2 separate regions of the Mus musculus genome follow, and region 1 is linked to region 2. The links are chromatin contacts, called in public Hi-C maps. All regions are on one chromosome and are shown on one strand. Each heading gives the region's core, a stretch centred on a gene start, on an enhancer-like site or on the middle of the called end of the contact. The rest is flanking DNA. Distances are from core to core; before and after follow the strand shown.

Region 1 (5,874 bases), core at 848-3,347, 58 kb after region 2:
GCATCTGTGTGTATGCATGCTGTCTTAGTCACTGTCCTATTGCTGTGAAGAGAAACCATAACCAAGGCAACTTATAGAAGAAAACATTTAATTGAGGCTTGTTTACAGCTTCATAGGGTTATTATTGTGATGCCTGGGAGCATGGTGGCAGGCAGGCAGGCAGCAGGCAGGCAGGCAGCAGGCGGGCGGGCGGGCAGGCAGGCAGGCAGGCAGGCAGCAGGCAGGCAGGCAGGCAGGCAGGCAGGCAGCAGGCAGGCAGGCAGCAGGCAGCAGGCAGGCAGGCAGGCAGGCAGGCAGGCAGGCAGGCAGCAGGCAGGCAGGCAGGCAGGCAGGCAGGCAGGCAGGCAGCAGGCAGGCAGGCAGGCAGGGTGTTGGAGAAGTAGCTGAGAGCTCCTTCTTGATTTGTAGGCAGCAGACAGAGTTAGAGAGAGGCTGGTGTGGACTTTTGAAACCTCAAAGCCTCAGTGACACACTTCCTCCAATGAGGCCACACCTCCTAATCCTTCCCAAACAGTTCCACTACCTGGGGACCCGGCTTTTAGACATATAAGCCTATGGGAGCCATTCTCATTGAAACCACCACATATGTGTACTATGTGCATGCTTGAGGTCCCGGGAGGCCAGAAGAGAGTGTTGGATCCCTTAAAACCGGAGTCACAGATGGTTGTGAGCCGCCATGTGGATGCTGGAACAGAAGTCAGTGTCTATAAAAACAGCAAGTGACTTCTCTAACCCTTTATTTTAATTTTTCTATTTTTTTACTTTTGAAACAGGTCTCTCACTGAACCTGGAGCTCAATGATTGGCTTGGAGCCCAGAGCCCCTGTCTCCGCCTCTCAGTGCAGAGATTACAGTTGTGTATCACTATACACTATACACTTTTTATACGAATCCGAACTTAGGTCCTCATGCTCGCACAGAGAACACTGCACACTGAGCAATCTCTCCAGATTGCTGTTGTTCTTTGCACTGACATGAGCATGTGGATGCACACCCACAACTATACACCCACTCACATAGCCACACACAGACACACACACCACTGAATTTGAGTAGTGGAGACAAGGACACACATGAGAGATAGCTAGAAATGACACTGACTCCTCTTTGGGGATCGAGTACATACTGCTGTCCCTGCAGATATTTGTGAGTTCAGCAGTCACTGTTACCATAGAGCTGCCTCTGCAACCATGCTCACCAAAAGACAAGCCAGCATGAGCAGTTGGTCTGAGAAATTGAGTTCTGAATTCGTCTACATTATCAAGTATAAGGTCGCATGAGAGTCTCCCAGGGAAAACTCAGACAGAAAGATGCTTCCAAGCTGAGTGGCTACAGTATGGGACATGCTCCTGACTTCTACACACGAGGAAACAAAAGCAAAGAGAGGTTTCGTGATTCCACCAAAGGCAGCACAGTGTAAAAAAGAGGAAAGATCAAACACATAACCTTCCTGCAAAGCCCAGATACCTCGCAGCCTGATGGAAAGAAGGTCGGGGCCCTTGGAGAGTGAGGCAGGGGCTGCAAAACCAGGCAGAGAGGTCGCAGGCCTAGCAATTCCTGCTTCTGCTGTGTATCTAATTATGGGGTTTCAGGGTTCAGAGTAAAACAGGCCTGGATTGGGGTTCTCTCCTGGCAGACACAGAAGGGGGCTAGCAGGTCCATGTGTGATCCGTTCCTCTGGGTAAGCCCTGCATTCTTCACGAGACCCCAGCAGAGCTCTGGATCTGGCTGTCCTCAGATCCAGCTGACACTGACTGCAAACAGGCGTATTCCAAACCTGGAGGAATGGTAACAATGTAAGCCTGAGATGAGGTTGGAGAGTGGGCGGTGCCAGGAGTCTAGCCAAAACCTGCTTGGAGCCTGTACATGTCCTCAGCAAATGTTTTCAGTGCCTACTGTGTGTGGGACACCCTACTGTGCGCAAGACTTGGGCTTGAGGCATTTCTGAATTCTAGCTTCAAAGCCGTGTGGCACTGGGTGGGTTCACTCTTTAAGAAGAAAAGGTGCCTTTGCCCTCCCTTCCTCCACGCCCACTCTCTGCTCTCGTCCTTTTGGGCTCCTTGGGACCTGGGAGGGGTAGGGCCAAACAACCTGAGCTGCTATCTCTTGAATGCTGGGCTGGGACAGTATCACCACCCCGCCCCTGTCATCACTTCATGCCTGGCCTTCTGAGGCCAGCTGTCCCCAGGCTGTCCCCAGGCTGTCCCCAGACTTGGAGCCCTTGACGCTGCCTCTTGCTCTTAGAGTGCATTCCTCTCGGGCTGGAATCTGTACCACGAACAAGACAAACATCTCCAGAGAAGAGTAAGCCAAAGTGGCATGGTGGTGACAGGTGTACCCTTGAGTCAAGCAAATTTCCCGTCCCTCAGTGAGGTGATCCTGAGCAAGAGGAGACCCAGGGCCCAGGTACAGGGTGGGTCTTCAATTCTACCTGCCTCCCCCAAGGGATTCCCAGCCTTGGCACTTTACTATCAGGGGCACAGCCTTTGCCCTGGTGCCGCCCTGCAATCTCTGCTCCAACATTTGGCATGTGGGCAGGCAGCTGTGCTGTGTAGCAGCCAACACTCGTGTACCCATCTGTGACTTTGTCTATCTCTTCGCTGTTCTTCGCTGGCAGCCAAGTAGACCCAGAGAACAAATGCTTCAGAGCCTTCGATGGCAGCTGGGTATGGAGACTCATGCCTGTCTTCCCAGTACTTAGGAATCAGCAGCAGAGGGACTGTGAGTTCCAGGCCCGCCTAGCTACACAATATAATTCTGGCTCAAAGAAAAAGGAAAAGGAAAGAGGAGAGGGAGGGGAAGAGGGAAGGGGAGGAAGAGTCTTTCATTGTGGTCGACTGTGGTAGTAGGACACCTTTGTTGGTATTGGCTGTTGTAGTAAGGAAACTTCGATGGGATTGGCTGTTGTAGTAAGGAACCTTCGATGGGATTGGCTGTTGTAGTAAGGAACCTTCGATGGGATTGGCTGTTGTAGCAAGGAAACTTCGATGGGATTGGCTGTTGTAGTAAGGAACCTTCGATGGGATCGGCTGTTGTAGTAAGGAACCTTCGATGGGATTGGCTGTTGTAGCAAGGAAACTTCGATGGGATTGGCTGTTGTAGTAAGGAACCTTCGATGGGATTGGCTGTTGCACTGGTGGTGCAGGCGCTGAGATTGCTGTTACCTATAGGGAAGTACTACTTCATGAAGACCTGGAATTAAACACCCACAGACGGTCTCTAGCCCTTCCCTACAAATGATCTAACAAACTGCCCTACGGAACTTTCCAACAGGAAGCTGTTTGCAGAGCTGTATGGAGCAGTCTGGGCCACTGGCCTTGCATTTTTTTGTCTCCCAGACCTTGACAAACACTGGGGTTTTAACCAGAGCTCCCCACTAGGGTCATGGTGAGGGTGTGTCACTTTTGAGGTCCTGGGAATCCCAAGCATGCTTCAGTGAAGACAAGGCTCCTGGACTGGTGCACAGAAGGGATGTTTCAGAAGAGAACTAAGTATCGCCTTTCCAGTGACCCTACCCAGAGTGCTCCATGCTGCAGACAGACAGATCTGTGTCTTTCCACAATCGTAGAGAGGATTGAAGTGAGGCAGAGACAGAAAGCTCCTGCAGGTGAGTGTCACTGCAGGGCTCAGGCTGTGACTCATTGGTAAAGTGCTTGCCTAGTGTCAATGACACTTTGGATTCCATCCCTAGTGATGCATAAACTGGGTGTAGTAGCACACACCTGTAATCCCAGTACCCAGGAAGTAGAGGCAAAAAGATCATAAATCCAGTGTTATCCTTTGATTTCAATTGTGTTTGAGGTCAGCCTGGACTACACAAGAGCCTGTCTTCAAAAAGAAAAGAAAATCTCATCAAAAGTCACAAAAAGAGTCACTGAGTGGTTAAAGATAGTAATGAGCCCAGCTGAGCTGCTGGAGGCTCACAGAGCTGAATACAAAGGGGTAAGACAGCTGAGGGGGTGTGCAGGCCTAGCTCCCGATGGACGATGGACCCTGGACAGACACCGGCAATTCAAGCAGAGGGATTTAGCTGAACTGAAGCTCTAGGGCCAGTAGACTGTATCACTTGTGTGTGTGTGTGTGTGTGTGTGTGTGTGTGTGTGTGTGTGTGTGTGGTGACAGGTCTCTGGGTCCATTGTCATCAAAGTGTGAAAGACAGCCTTATTACTACTTCATAACTGTAATTTTACTGCTGTTATGAATTGTAATGTAAATATCTGTGTTTTCCAATGGTCATTCATGAGTAACCAGACTTGGGCTTTTTGTTTTTTGTTTTTATTTTCAACTTCTCTGTATAGATGGAGGACTTTGCTTTTGAGGTCTGAAGGTCAGGACCTCACAGCCATCTTCAGCTATTACAAGTGCATAGATGCCTGCATAACAAGTCCCTGCAGACAGCAGCATTCTACAACGCTAGTGCTACCTCACAGCCCTGCAGGCCTCAAGCCTGAGTGCTGTGCCTGGGTGGCTTCAGCTCTTCTTTCATAAGGCTCCTCAGGGTGTCGATGAGCTGTCCTCTTAGCCTTTGGATCTGGGGGCAGGGGGGGGGGGAGGAAGACACTGCTTCCAAACACCACCATCATTAGAGCCTAGACTGATGACATAGGCTCACCATCCCTGCCTCTGGGAAGTGGGAGGATGGCAAGTTCAAGGCTTGCCAGGACTGCAGCATAAATTCAAAGTCAGACTGAATAACTTAATGAGACTCGAAAGAAAAAGTTAAAAGGAGGGGCTGGGGCTGCAGGCCAGGAGCAGAGCATTTGCCCAGCACATGCAAAGCCTTGGGTTCAATTCCCACTATTAAAAAAAACCCAAATCATCTGGCTGTTGGAAGACTCCCCATTCACTACAGTTACTGGAAATTTCTCATTTCCTTGGAAACTCAGTTATGTCATGTGTTTTGTTGGGACAGACAGGTAAAAGGATATCTTGCTGAAGCAGACACAGGTGAAAGGATGTCTTGCTGAAGCAGACACAGGTGAAAGGATATCTTGCTGAAGCAGACACATAAGAGGACTTGTGATATTTACAAAGAATATAACTATGACTCATAGACAATGGGAGGAGGCTCCGGCATTGGTTCGCCTTGCTCTGTCTTGCTGATCTTCGCTGTAACTCACCAATGAAGTTCTCGTGCTATCTCAGCGGCTTCTTGCTGCTGAGGACTCGGGCTCATTGTCAGAGACTTGAGGTTTCTTCTGAATCCAACTGCTGCTGCTGATTTCTGAGCTGTGATTGCCTAGTTGAACTAGACTGCTAAATAGCCCCAAAGAACTATTTTTAAATAGGTCCACAACCCCCATTTCCTATTAACCTTTGTTTCCCACTATCTCCAGGAGGTGGTGGACTAGAAGGGAGGTTGAAGCATTTAAGAAACATAATTAAAGTAACTTTTGAAAAATCTAAACCTACATCCCTTCCAAGTTAAAAAATAGAAGGTGAGGAGAAGACCCAGCAGCTCTCTGGCGTTGGGTATGCAAGACCCTAGGCCTCAATCTCCAGCACCAAGGAAGCGGTAAAGCAAAGAGAGAGAGAAGGGGAAAAGGAAGAGGGAGAGAGAAGAGAGGGCGAATGATGTGTGTGCATTAACTAGTTGCCCCTCTGTACCACAGCTCTCGTGTGTGTTTTAAGGCAGTGACTGATACAGTCCAAGGCTGCTCTTGAGCTCGCAATGGATGAGCTAACCAAGGATGGCCTGGAACTCCTGATTCTCCCACCTCTACCTCCAGAGTGCAGAGTTCACACATGTGTGCTCCATGCTGTTTCTGCAGTGCTGGGGATGGAATCCAGGGCTTAGTGCATGCTAGGCCAGCACTCTACCAACTAAGGCCCATTTCCAGGCCTGGTGCCACACATCTCTCAACTTTATTTTTCC
Region 2 (5,845 bases), core at 982-3,481:
CCTGAACCTTGCCTGCCTGGATGCTGCCATGTTTCCACCTTGATGATAATGGACTGAACCTCTGAACCTGTAAGAGAGCCCCAATTAAATGTTTTCCTTATAAGAGTTGTCTTGGTCATGGTGTCTGTTCACAGCAGTAAAACCCTAACTAAAGCATATATGCATATATATATATATAATTTGTGTGTGTGTGTGTGTGTGTGTTGTGTGTGTGTAGGGGGTGCATACATGTGCCACAAAACTTGTGCAGACATCAGAGAACAGCTGGCAGAAGTTATTTCCCTCTTTCTGTCACATGGGTCCTGGGAACTGAACTTGGGTCATCGAGTTTAGTGGCAAGTGTCTATCCATTGAGCCATCTCATTGGCCCTGATTCATTCAGTTTTACTAAAGTGTTCTATGGGGGTTGACAAATATGAATAGCTGGTCAATCTCCTCTACAATCAAAGATACAGAGTATCATAGTTTGGGTTTCCATTGCGGTGAAGAGACACCACGACCAAGGCAACTCCTGGGACAACATTTAATGGGGGCTGGCTTAGAGCTTCAGAGGTCCAGTTCATTGTCGTCATGGTAGGAAACATGTCAGTGTGCAGGCCGACCTCGTGCTGGAAAAGGAGAATCTTGATCTGAAGGCGACCAGGAGAGACTGTCTCCTCCTCACGGGGCAGAGCTTGATCTGAAGGCAACCAGGAGAGACTGTCTCCTTCTCTGGGCAGAGCTTGAGCACTAGGAGCCCTCAAAACCCACTCCCACACTGACACACTTCCTCCACCAAGGCCACACCTATCCTAACAAAGACACATCTGCTAATAGTGTCACTCCCTGTGGGCCACACCTGAGTCTCTGGGGACCAAGCCTACTCAAGCCAGCACACAGAGCACTTCAGTTACCCATTCCATTTCCAGCTTCTCCCCTCCTCCCATTTGTTGTTCCAGGAAGACTGATGAGGAGGCCAGTTTTGCATTCTCAAAACTGCAGGTTGTAAAACTTTCTTGTCTTTGTGGCCCCATTTTACCTGCCTAGAGTGTTGTGGTTCTCCATTGCAACCACTCCACATTTAGGCTTCGTGATCTAACTGCTCATGCTCGATCCAGTCCGACCACACTCTTCCTGCTGGCGTGAACACTACTGCTGAGCACAACTCTGTGCAATGTATGGGCCATTTTAAAATATTTGATGTTTTGACTCAGTCACATGTAGCCTATGATATCCCCAAACTCATGAGCCTTGGGATATAGTTGATAGAATGCTTGCCTAGCATTGCGGAAGCCCTGGGCTTCAAACTTCAGCACAAACAGTGCAGCCAGCGGCAGAGGCCTGTAATCTCATCATTTAGGAGAGTCGAGAAGGAGAATCAGAAGTTCAAGGCTCTTCTCAGCCACATATCAAGTCTGAGGTCAGCTTGGGTACCTGGAGCCGTGTCTCAAAGCAAAACAAAACAAAAACACAGATAGCTGAGGATGGTCTTCTAGTCCCCACCTTCCTGACTCCATCCTGACTCCTGCAGGCATGATCGAACCTTCTGGATATTATCTTGGGAATAAAGAAACAAAGACAGCTAATGTTGGCCCAGCTGATCCCACAGGGTGAGAGGTGTGGACCATATTAGATTTGCTTCGATACCCAGACTGATCAAGCTCTGGAAAGGCAGATTTTGTTGTTCCAGAATGACAGACATCTGCCGTTTCTTTCGACCCCAAACCAGTGGGATTGAAAAATTCCACTCAAAAAAAAAAAAAAAAAAAAGCCACTGGGAGTGGTGGTGCAAGCCTTCAATCCCAGTACTCAGAAGGTGGAGCCAGAGGATTTCTGAGAATTTGAGGCCAGCCTGATCTACAAAGCAAGCTCCATCCAGGACTATGCAGAGAAACCCTGTCTCCAAAAGAAGCCTTCTTTTCTTTTGATTTTGTGTATTTGTGTTTATCTGTGTGCATGGGCTCCTGTGGAGGAATTAGATCTCCTTGAGCCAGAATTACAGGCGGTTGTGATGTGGTTGCTAGGAACTTAGCTCCTTCGGTTGGGCACTATATGCTCCTAGCCACCAAAACCATCTCTTCAGGCCCTAAACACACTTCTCTTTGTTGACTGCATTTTATTTAGATCATAGGGGCTTCAACCACCTGGAGAACCAGGACCTGGCACAAAGACCCTAACCCATGCTTTATGACACCAGCACTAAGTCACAGAGGCCCCGCGGCTCCTAGCTCTTGGGATGCCCTGGCCCCTTGGGTAAAGTTTTCCCCGGTGGGGCTGATGGGGAAAGATGGAATTTCTTGGAACCACTCAGACAGCGAGTTTCTGTGGCCCCAAGAAAGGCTGTGGCTTGCAGGCGCTGCCCCCTGCTGGGCAGGAACCTGTGGTACAGGAGTGCTACCAACCCTTTCACCTGCCCGGATACCGCTACCTGAACGCGTGGAGACCCAGCGTCTTCCACAAGATCGCCACCTCCCAGACAATCCCCGAGGAATGCTCAGGCATCCGGCGGCCGCCCACCATCCTGCCCTCGCTCCGCTCCGCGCTCTTCTGTCGCTACACCCCAAGGGACTGGGACCGCTCCAATGATCTGCAGATCAGGAATGCAGAGGCCTCGCGGCTCTGGGCCAGCCGGCTGACAGGCGACTCGCTGCGGATCATGCAGGATAAGGACCAGCTGATACACCAGATGCAGGAGGGAACCTCCCGGAACTTGGGCCAGAGGCTATCCGACCTCGGTTTCTGGAAGTCCGAGTTGTGCTATGAGCTGGACAGGCTTCTGACGGAGAACAGCAGCATGGACACCCTCAAGAGGCGCTTGGAGTGCGCTGCTGAGGAGGTGAACTGTCCCTTGCAGGTGAGTGGGGGAAGGGAGACACCACTGCACCTGCTGTTACTGAGTCAAGGTGGCAGGCATCTTGCAGATGGGTTGAATTGCGTTGTCGTTCACGGTCAGATTTTTAAGGTGAAAAAGAGTGGAGAAATAGCTCAGGGCTAAGAGCAGTTGTTCTTGCAGAGGACCTGGGTTCGGGTTCCTAGCACCCACATGGCAGCAGCTGACACTAATTTCACTCTAATTTCACGGGTTCGGAAACAATCTTCTAGCCTCCTAGGGCACTGCATGCTTGTATATATATATATATATATATATATATATATATATATATATATATATATGCTTATATAGACATGGAAGCAAGCAAAATACTCATACACACATAACAAAAATAAATAAATTAAATAATAATTACAATCTCAGTCAACTCAGAATAGCCTCAATCAGATGCGAGTTTTCAGATTGGATCAATTTCCTCCTTAGGTGTGCTGGTCAGGGTTCTCTAAAACAAATACAGACCACAGGGGGATTTACTGGATTGGTCTACACAATTCATACTGAGTAGTGACACATGGCCGTCTGAAGGGGCTGAGAACCCTGTAGCTGCTCAGTGCAATTGTCTGGGTGCCTCAGCGTCCCAGTGTGGTGGTGGAGGCCCAGGGGGGCGGGTCCTAAAGAGTTGCAGGCCTTCAGTCCATGTTGGCAGGCTGATTTCTGAAGGGGAGGAGCAGCTGCAATAGGGTAGGTGGTCTCACTGGAAAGGAATGAAGGCAGGCAGGCAAAAGCTGCACTGGTTTTCTCAAAAACCCTTTTCATGTGTAGCTGCTGCCCACTGTGGGTGTGGGGGAAGGTTCCCCTTCTTAGGGAGTTTTCCCATACACCTTCCCAGAGCCTCTCAGTTGACCTCAGAGCCAATCAAGTTGACAGCTAATAACAGTCATCACATAAGGGTTCCATCAAGATACTGTGTACCTGCTTATGCAAGTGTGTACACACATGCTGTGGTCATTAGGACATTGGAGATAACATCTTCTAACAGATACCACAATTGACTTTGTGGGTCTATTTGTGTACAACACATGGAGACGAGAGGTGGACTTCATGTGTCTTCTTCAATTACTCTCCAGCTTATTCTCTGAGGCAGAGTCTCTCACTAAACTAGTAGCTCACTTACTGTCCTCTGGGTATCCTTATCTTTGTCTTCCCAGAACTGAGATTATAGTATGTGCTTCTGGGCCTGGCTGATTGGAACTCAGCTCCTCTGGCTTGCATAGCAACCTCGTGACTACGCTGTCTCCCCAGTCTCTATGGTTGAGTCTTCTATGTACACTGGGATTAGGCTCCACTGGGACAAAGAACCTGTCTTCTAACTGACATGTTCAAGAGTGGTCCCTGCCTGCTGTTTGCCCTGATGTCTGTTTGCATCCTTATTGACCTATGTACTGATTGCTGTCTAGCCAATGCTTTTGGACACACACCCAGTCTAAAGTGGAGTGTGGTACCCAGCACTCAAATATGTATGTGCACTTGCACATACACATTGTGGTGGTTTGAATGTGCTTGGCCCAGGGAGTGGCACTATTAGGAGGTGTGGCCTTGTTGGAGAAAGCGTGTCACTGTGGAGGTGGGCTTTGAGACGCTCCTCCTAGCTACCTGGAAGACAGTCTGCTCCTGGCTTTTTTTTTTTTTTTTTAATGAAGATGTAGAACTCTTAGTACCATGTCTGCCTGGATGCTGCCATACTGTTAATGGACTGACCTCTGAAACTGTAAGCCAGCCCCAATTAAATGTTTTCCTTTATAAAAGTAGCCGTAGTCATGTCTCTTCATAGCAATGGAAACTCTAAGACACACGCCTATGTAAGGTCCTTGGTTGTCTTAGTTAGTCAATGTTCTGTTGCTGTGGAGAGACATTGTGATGAAGGGACTCTTACTTGGGGCTTGCTTACAGTTAGAGTGTGAGTCCATGATCGTCATGGGGGAAGCAGACAGGTCTAGCACTGCAGCAGGAGCTTTTTACATCCGGATCTGCAGGCAGCAGAGAGGGAGTCAGCCGGTGTAGGTTTTTGAAACCTCAAAGCCCACCTCCACCCCGCAGTGACATACTTCCTCCAACACGGACACACTTCCTCACCCTAAACCGCCACAGCAGTCCTCTTGTACCTCCTCCTCCATGCCTCGTCCACCTCCGTCAGGCTCCCTTCTCTCCCTGATGGCCCTCCCCATTCGGCTTTGCTATCAAACATAGCATTACCCCCATCCCTAAGATTTCCTCTTGACCTCTCATGGCCCCCTTTTACATCTTAGCTCGTCTCAGCACATAGAAATACAGATCACACACACGCACGCATGCACACATGCACGCATGCATGCGCGCACACACACAGCTGCAGATCTACCATAGAACAGAGAACATCTGTTTGTCTCTGAGTCTCACTTATCTCACTTAGCATGATCTCCAGTTCCATTTACCTTCCTACAAGTGTCAGAATTGCGCTTTTCTTTAGGCTGAATAAATCCCACCATGGGATATTCCACATTTTCTTTATCTAGATTGGTTCCATTTCTTAGCTGCTGTGAATAGTACAGCTATAAACACAGAGCTGCAGGTATTTCTATGGAATGATAACTTAGTTCTTCAAGTACATACTAAGTGTGATAGCGGGCCACATGTTAGGTCCATGTTCAGGTTTTATTTTTTTGGTGTGTGTGTGTGTGTGTGTGTGTGTGTGTGCATGTAAGTGCATATGTGTGTGTATGCACACGCATGCATGTATATATGTGTATGTGTGTGTATATATGTGCATGCATGCATGTGTATATATGTGCGTGTATATACATGTGCACATGTGTGCATGTGTGCGTGTGTACCTCCATCCAGCTTTCCTTAGTAGCTACAGGAATCAGTGGACACTTTTGAATAAGTAAACACCCATCTTCATGTGGACGTTCCCGACACTTCCTTGGCCTCCCAGGTCCCTAGTTTTTCATGTTTAGATGTCTCTGGGTTGCCGGTAATTGTTGCTCAGGAGCT

What was found. A called contact is a pair of places that touch in the nucleus more often than the background predicts.
Region 1: a contact with region 2 is called in a Hi-C map of myocytes, with 3 times the contacts expected there. The contact joins the enhancer-like site here to the promoter of Tekt5 in region 2. A contact is called at or near these places in 5 of 39 promoter capture datasets (the SN4741 cell line, cranial neural crest, embryonic stem cells and 2 more), 2 of 15 datasets of contacts at CTCF or cohesin (the NIH/3T3 cell line and embryonic stem cells), 10 of 484 Hi-C or Micro-C datasets (the HL-1 cell line, cerebral cortex, cortical neurons and 6 more), 8 of 115 datasets of contacts at active chromatin or transcription factors (astrocytes, bone marrow-derived macrophages, embryonic stem cells and 3 more) and 2 of 9 other capture datasets (adipose tissue and pancreatic islet).

Annotation. Positions count from the first base shown.
Region 1 is chr16:10,333,949-10,339,822 of GRCm38.p6, reverse strand. No RefSeq gene overlaps it. Among named protein-coding and RNA genes, the nearest start is that of Gm1600, 5.6 kb to the right of the region's middle. Within about 2 kb of position 2,097, at least 43 of the 459 cell types and tissues checked have an H3K27ac peak or open chromatin away from gene starts, as enhancers often do. A contact at or near this core is called in extraembryonic endoderm stem cells, hippocampal neurons, morula and 1 more, where this site is marked.
Region 2 is chr16:10,391,841-10,397,685 of GRCm38.p6, reverse strand. Tekt5 (tektin 5) reads left to right here and starts at 2,231. Exons shown (of 7, transcript NM_001291001.2): 1 at 2,231-2,833. The coding sequence starts at 2,267.